2 separate regions of the Capra hircus genome follow, and region 2 is linked to region 1. A link is a contact called in public Hi-C data. All regions are on one chromosome and are shown on one strand. Each heading gives the region's core, a stretch centred on a gene start, on an enhancer-like site or on the middle of the called end of the contact. The rest is flanking DNA. Distances are from core to core; before and after follow the strand shown.

Region 1 (4,097 bases), core at 1,018-3,517:
CTTTGCCCATGCTGTCCCAGGTCAGCATGTCTTTCTCCAGCCCAGTCATACTGAGGCTTTGCAACTCTCCAGTTGGGTATTATCTCCTATGAGCCTATAGTGGCCCATTTGGACTTCTCTCAACTCCTGAGAATCTTAAAATTGATTTTTATTGGAATATAGTTGGTTAACAATGTTGTGTTGTCAGGTGTACAGCAAAGTCAAGCAGCAATATCCACTCTTTTTTTTAGATTTTTTTTCCCATACAGTCCATTATAGGGGAGAATCTTCTTATACCTTGCTACACCAGTCTCACCATCACATAATCTCCTTTGCCAGACCAGACAGAAGCAGAATGGATGAAAGCTTGAAAGCAAAGACCAATCCTTGCTTTCCGAGCCTACCACAGTGCTCAGGCCCAGAGCACATTCCCAAATCAGTGAACAAATGAACGCAAGAGCTGGTTTGGGTGACCTCCCCTTACATAACTTGAGTAGACTCTAAATTCCACCTTATAAAAATAGGGGCAGGTAAGAGGCTGAATACTCTCTGTAGTACATTCTGGTAAAATAATTATTTCAAATATTCGGAGGTGGGGGGGTGGTGGAGAAGATTCACTACCTGAAACTGTTTTCAGAACCAGCTGATAACAGATGGTGATTTGAACTTAGTGAAGTAGGTTAGGGAAAGGGAACCAGATTCCAGGAAAAGACAATTATTGATAGTAACAATTATTGATACCACAGCCTGGAAGAAGGTCCAGTCTCTGCCCAGTAAACTTAACTTCATCCAGAAAGACACAGATCTCCACCCTCTGGGTTAGTTCCTTCTCCCAATACACATGTTTTGACTTCCAAATCCAGCAGGGAGACTCCCTTCCCCTCTCCAGGCCTTCTTACCCTCTGGGTTCCTTCAATCATCCTTAATAAAGAGTTTTCTCAGCCTGCCACCAGGAAGTCCTCCTTAGCTGATCCCTCCAAGAGTCAGGCCAGTGGCCACAAGGTCAAAAGCAAAGGACAGGACCTCATTAACAGGAAACTCCCAGAAGACCAGGAGGCAGTCAGAAGGCTGGAAGACCCAGCTGGCAATTTAAGAAGTACAACTTCAGGATGCACATTTGGTGGATTACAGGGAAGAGGGGGAAAGTAAGCAGAATAAAACAGAACTCTACCCTCTATACACCAGCCACTAACAAAAAGGCAGCTTGCCTTCTCACTGCTCAGCAATTCAAAAGCATCATCACTTCCTTCCCCTAACACTGTATTTTAAAAACTAATCTAATGATGACTGCTTTTCAATATTTTGTAAATGACTTGACTCTTTAGAGACAAAATCAGAGACTCTTTAGAGACAAATGTTAAGACATGAAAAGTGCTTTGGTGGAATATAGTTAAGGATTAGGGAAATTCACCATTTTGCATCTTGTTCTTAAAATGAAAAGTCATTAATAAAAATGGAAAGATACTCCTAGGCCGTTTCTACCCAGGATAACTGTAGCCAAAGAGCATTATACTATCTAAACTGCGCTTCAAATATTATCACAAGTTGCTGAAAGCGTTGAAAGCTACAAGCAACACAGGTCTTAAATGCCTTACAGTAGCCAGACTGAAATTAAAAGGCTCAAAAATGCCCAGGTGACAGTTGCTCAGTCGTGTCCGACTCTTTGCGACCCCATGGACAATTTCCAGGCCAGAATACGAGAGTGAGTAGCCTTTCCCTTCTCCAGGGGATCTTTCCAAAACAGGGATCGAACCTCAGTCTCCCGCACTGCTGGCGGATTCTTAACCAGGAAATATCCTGAAATAAGGTGATAGAGGACCCTGGGGAGATGAAGGGAAAGCGAGGAAATTAACATAATTAATTGGATAGTAACTGCAGAGGACCCAGGGTTGCAGACATCTTAGGCAGCTTGGGGGAATGCAGTAAAGCCCACCCGTCTCTTGAGTGGCCGGACGCCTCACCCAGGAGTGTATACAGGGGACTCAACAAGATCTCGGAGGCGAAAGGCCCGGCTGGCGCTGGCGTTTAAGACTCAGGCAGTCAGAGGAGGAAGAGGAGGCGGCGACTGCGGGAAAGGGGAGGGAGGCTTGGGCCAGATACGCTCTCCGGTTGGAGAACGTTCGCGCTGCGAGCCTGCGTTTCTGTAAAGGCCCTGGTACACACGTGGGACTGAGAGGAGGGTCACTTACTTGTCCAATCTGAAATTACATTTTAGCTATCAGGGCTCTGCAGGTTGCCGAGCGGAGCCCCACCGGGCCTGGACTGGGCGGTCCACGGGGGCAGCTGAGGCTCCGCCCCGCCCCGCGCGCGGCCCCGCCCCCTCCGGCCGGGGCCCTTGTAAAGCGTGCCACGATTGGCCCTTTGAACCTGGCTGGGGATTGGCCCCCGCCTGCTCCTGCGGTCCTACGGCCCGGCGAGTCGTGTGGACCTGTCTCTAACAAGTTCTTGCACTGTCTCAGGGACTTAAGGCCTGAAGTGGGCTCTGTCCTCTCAGGCCGCGAGTTTCCTGCTCTGCAGGCTCTTCTAGCAGAGTTTATCCACGCAAACTTTTCGTAGCCGTTGGTGGGTATATGTGTCCAGCGTGTATCCTGTAACTGCGTTTCAACAATGCGCTGAACACCAGGACTCATGCAGACAGTTGCTAAAATAAAGTGGTGGTGGTTTAGTCGCTAAGTCGTGTTCGACTCTTGCGACCCCATGGACTGTGGCCTGCTAGGCTCCTCTGTCCATGGGATTCTCCCAGGCAAGAATACTAGAGTAGGTTGCCATATCCTTCGCCAGGGCATCTTCCTGACCCAGGAATCGAGCCTGGGTCTCCTGCATTACAGGCAGATTCTTTACCGACTGAGCTAAGAGGGAAGCCCTTCTAATGATATTTATCAAATGTTTTTAGTTTGTGCCAGATCCTATTCCTGATACTTTATTTAAATTTACTCATCTAATTTTGTGAGCAACAATGAGAAGAAGTGTCACAGTTTGTAAATCTACAAATGGGTCCCAGCCTTTAAGGAAATTAGTCTGGTGGATCCTGGATACACCTATCTCATTTAATCTTCACTATCCTTACATTTCCAGTTAGCTAGGTCCTAGTTGTCCCTAGTTTACAGATGCAGGGAGTCTGAAAGGTTTTTTAGCTTGTTTTGAGACACCCAGTAAGTAATAGGAGGGAAGATTCCACAAACTTAACTTAAACCTGAGCCATATCTTTTAAAAAGTCAGGCTCCCAGGCTGATGGGACTGGCATTTGGAAGGTAATTTATCAAGTCTAAATTCTTTATCTTCCTAGAAAAGGAGACGAAGGCACAGTAAAAGGAAGTGATTGTCGAAGGACACACCAGCTCTGAGAGGTAAGCCTAGGTAATCACTGTGCTTTCACTGCACTGGAGTGTGTGCCATGTGTGTGATAGTCACTCTGCTCTCCTCGTAACTACCCCAAATACATGTTCTTCTCTTGGTCTTACAGGTGAGGATACTGGCTCAGTGAGGCTAAGGCCATGTGATTAGTTCCTAGGGCTCCTGGATTGCTGTTGTCAGGAGGAAGTTCTTTTCTACCCCTCTAGGTTCTTCTGGCTGGTCTAAGAATTGAATTTACAGATCAATGGGAGAAAACCAAATGAAAGTTTAATCACATGTGTACATGGGAAAGACCCAGTAAAACTGAGTAACTGAAAAACCATCCTTAACTAAAGATTAAAAAAAAAAAGACAAAGATGTTGGGAGTAGTGGTTTGAGTTTTCAGAAGGGAAGAAGGCAGTTTACATGAAGATGGAAAAGAAAATGTTTGGTAAACAAATGTTTTCTGGATACACAGAGACAGTAGGACACAGAACAGAATCAGGAAAAAAAAAAAAACCTTTCCAGGTTTCTCCCAGTCTCCCATACCTAGTTCATACTATACTTATCTATGATCGCTTCTTGGAAGAGGTTCCCTGTCTGCATTATTTATGCAGCTAAGGGGGGACATCAGAGTTTTTTCCTGAGTCTTCTTGGACTTTGAATTTTTTCAGCTCTAAATAATTTGCATGCCAAAGAGACATTTTGGGGTGGCAACTCTACCCACCCCCACAGGGTCATTTTCTTTCTTCTACACCATGACTGTTCACCTTCATTTCCAACAA
Region 2 (4,097 bases), core at 1,198-3,697, 430 kb before region 1:
AAAACAAACAAACAAATGAATAGAACCAGGAATGCCTTCTCCAGTGATCATTTACAATGTTCTGCTTGGCATAGGATGAAGCATGGCCTCCCAAATTTTTAAGTTTGTGAAAATAAAAGTCCTTTTGTGGTATATCACTGCTACTTTTCTGGAAAAAAGGAGACAGTTGTTTTTTTTTTTTCTTTTCACATGTAACTTTTTGGTTTGTTTTGTTTTGTTTTTTGTGGCCACACCTCTCAGCAAGTAGGATCTTAGTTACCTGACCAGGGATTGAACTTGCACCTCCTGCATTGGCAGCACAGAGTCTTAACCACTGGACCACCAGGGAAGTCCTTATGTGTAACATTTTATATCTGCATGTTTTATATGAATTCTCATCCTGGTTTGATCAGCTAAGAGCTCTGAACAAAGCACTTCTCCTCTCTGGGTCCCAAGTTCCACATCCATAAAAGGCAGGATTGGGTGAGATGATCTCTGAGTGCCCTTTCAATTCTCAGATTCCAATTCCTGTTTTTGAAAATGCTAACACTATCTATGTTAGTAAGTATGCATGTTATTTATTATTGACATTCATCAGAACATTTTTGCAAAGTCATGAGTTACTTCTGAAATACCCACTCATTGCATTATTACTGAGGGATGAGTGGCTGAGTGAGGCAGACACAGTTAAAGGTGTCCTGGAAGGAGTATTGGACTGGGAGTCTGAGGCTCTGGCTTAGTCCTGGGGTCTGCCACTTGCTGGCCCAGCGAATCAGAAAGAAAGGAAGCATTTATTGGGGCCTTCTATGCATGAGGCTTCCCTGGTGGCTCAGACAGCAAAGAATATGCCTGCAATGCAGGAGACCTGGGTTCAGTGCCTGGGTTCAGAAGAGGCCCTGGAGAAGGGAATGGCAACCCACTCCAGTATTCTTGCCTGGAGAATTCCATGGACAGAGGAGCCTGGCAGGTTATAGTTCATGGGGCCACAAAGAGTTGGAGACGATTGAGCAACTAACACTTCTTTCACTTTCTATGCATGAGACACTTTCATACATGTTACTTTATTGCTTCACAAATTTTAGTTATTCACATACCATCTTCATAATTGTTTCCATGTTCAAGTATCATGTGTAGTATTATTAGTATAATATTTTCTTCTAAATTCTGAATGAATTCTTTTTTCTTTTTTTTAAAATTGCCTTGTTCTAGGCAACAAATGTCTATGAAAACATAGGTATGATTCTGGTTACCTTTTTCTAATATATGTTAAATTAAATATATATCTATTACAAAAAGAGTGTCCACAAGCCAGCTAAAATCCTGGGTGCTACCGATACCTGTGCATTTGGGGAAAAGCCATGTTATTCTATTTTGTATCCATTTATGGCTCCTGGACACTTGAGTCCATGGAGTTTAATAACTCATTCCAGTTTGAACCAACAGACCCAAAGCAATGTGCTGGTTCACGTTCCTCTCATCTTTCCTGTCCCCACTCTCACTGTGTCTGACCCAGAGGATTGCTAACACCTGGGAAAGTGCATTGACAATGTGTTACCTATTGTTCTTCCTGTTCTTTGGATCTCAGGTTAGAAGTTCCTTCCTCTGGGAAACTCCTCTTGAAGTATGAAGTAGGAATAAGAAGCCCCTGTCCTTGTTACCACAGCACCCTTGGTTTCCACCCTTCACCTGCATCTTTATTGCCAGGCAATTTCTCTATCACCCCAAAATGCTCACAAGAGCTCCAAGATGGTAAGAGTGGAAATATATGGATCTTGTCGCTTCTCCACCATCCAGCATGAAGTTACTGCCAAATATAGCATTGTTATTCACTCGCTCAGTTGTGTCTGACTCTTTGCGACTCCATGGACTACAGCACACAAGCTTCCCTGTCCTTCACTAGGGAAGGACATACAGGATTGGTGCCCTTTTAATTTGTAAAATGGACACATGAATGATGGGAAGGTTGGTGGGATGTTTCAACCCTGTTATCTGGTACTACTTGTACACGTGATGGTCTTGACTGGGTTTACAGCAGCACTTTTCAATGTTTGGTCCTTTAGCAAAGTAAAATGCTCCATGAAAAACTAATTTTTTGGTCAAGTAAATTTAGGAAAGTCTGTATTCTAAATGCCTCCACAACCTAGGAGATTCACAAGGCATGTTAATATATTAAACTCTTATGCAAAGTCTTACTATAAAGATACCTAGTTAACTTGAATGCAGTGTTTTCCAAAGGAATTATTTCCAGGAATATCTTCTAATGTCCAAAAGAACAGTCTATGGGAAATCCTGGCCTATAGAGAACTCGGGCTCTGAGTAAATTTTTCTCATGATTTCTGTGAATTCTTTGTCTTGGTTGTCCTTCCCCAGTGAAACAGCACAGCCGGAAGGAGGAGAGACATGTACACGGGGCTGGACAGAAAGGGAACAGAGACAATAGAACCTTTGACAAAACTGAACACAGGAATGGGCTACCAGCCCAGGAACTAACCAAAAATATTTTGACAATGAGTAGAAAGCCCTCATTTGTATCACACCTCAGAGCTTTCATAGTTCTACACACGTACATCACTGCACATCACTGCAATTGCTTTTCTTCGTCTTTCCCTTTCCTTCTTTTCTTCTCCAGCATCAGCATCACCACGGTTAAATAACACAGCACACTGTCTGTGCCAGACATTTGCTGTCAGTGTGGTAACTGATGAGATGATGTTACATTGCACTTTGTAGATCTAGAGTCTCAGAAAGCTACTACTAGTGGTAGCAATAATAATGACAAAATTAATGATAGCCACCTCTCACTTTTGGTGAGCTTATTGTTCAAGGCAAAAGAACTCAGAAAGGGCAGATTTGAGGCTCAGATGCAAGTCTTCTGATGCCAAGTCCAGAGTTTGCTCCACCCATGGAAGATGGGTCTCTCCAACAAGACCATAGCATGCTCCCAGCTGCGAAAGGGGAGACAGGGTTACAGCACCAGCTCGGCATTCAGATGGTGTGGTTTATAAAGTGACTCAACATCTGTCATTAATTAGAGTTCTTGTTCCCATGGTGATGGCTTATTATTGTGAGGCTGATAAGATGACCAATTCAAGAATACTATCTTCCTCCCTTTCCCTCTCACTCTTGAACACAGATTTTTCTCTTTTTTTCCTTCCTCTCCCCTAACATAATTGATCATTTGCAACAAGGTAGGATATAGTGTTCCTCAGTCAGCGACTCCCTGTTGGATCCCTGATGATAATCTTTGGAATGTTTTCCCTTTTGCTCAATGCAGAGTCTCTGTCAGACCAACTTGCATTTGTCCCATTTACTGACTGTGATCATGGACAAGTTAATTACTTTCCTTGGGCCTTCCTTTTTCATCTGGAATAAGGGATGCTGCTGCTACTGCTGCTAAGTCGCTTCAGTGCGATCCCATAGACGGCAGCCCACCAGGCTCCCCCGTCCCTGGGATTCTCCAGGCAAGAACACTGGAGTGGGTTGCCATTAAGGGATAAGAAGGCCTAAACAGCAAGGTTCTTTTGAGAATTTGATGCACTAAATAGGAAGGTACTAGCACAGAGCTTGGAATGTGGTGGATACTCAAGAAATGGCAGCAGTTGTGATAGTTAAAATAATACCAATAATAATTATTTACAAAGAGATGAGATGAGACAGATTTTAAGTTGGCAGTTGGGGTCATTTTCCTTTCATTCATCAATCATTCATATTTGTCCTTCCATTGAAACTGTTCTTTTCTCTTTAGAGCCCTTAATCCAAGATATACTATATATTTATTTGGATTTACTTTTTTAATGGTCTCTTACACTCCACTGTAAATGGGATGAAACCTGGTACAATGGTTATTTTACACATTGCTGCACCTGGTGGGGGGGGGTTGGCGTCAGGGGAGGTTGTATTTGTAGAATGAAATATAAATATTTACTAAGCACTCCAGGTCAGTCTCTGTGTTAGGGACAGGAGATTTGGAAATAACTAAATAACTAAAACTAGATTCTTACCCTTGAGGTATTCACATAAGGAATCAGTGAAAATTGACCAAAAAAAAAAAAAAAAAAGGAATGGGGCATTCATCCCTGACCCCTGATTTATTTTTTTTTTAAATAAATCCAGTGACA

The links. A called contact is a pair of places that touch in the nucleus more often than the background predicts.
Region 2: a contact with region 1 is called in a Hi-C map of blood, with 1.6 times the contacts expected there. The contact joins the enhancer-like site here to the promoter of FGGY in region 1.

Annotation. Positions count from the first base shown.
Region 1 is chr3:34,081,616-34,085,712 of ARS1.2, reverse strand. It overlaps FGGY (FGGY carbohydrate kinase domain-containing protein), which reads right to left and starts at 2,267. Exons shown (of 16, transcript XM_013962793.2): 1 at 2,169-2,267. LOC102168792 (a long non-coding RNA gene) reads left to right here and starts at 2,356. Exons shown (of 3, transcript XR_309906.3): 1 at 2,356-2,541; 2 at 3,266-3,326.
Region 2 is chr3:34,515,226-34,519,322 of ARS1.2, reverse strand. The region is part of intron 14 of FGGY (FGGY carbohydrate kinase domain-containing protein); the gene reads right to left. Among named protein-coding and RNA genes, the nearest start is that of HOOK1, 120 kb to the left of the region's middle. Within about 2 kb of position 2,447, at least 2 of the 5 cell types and tissues checked have an H3K27ac peak or open chromatin away from gene starts, as enhancers often do.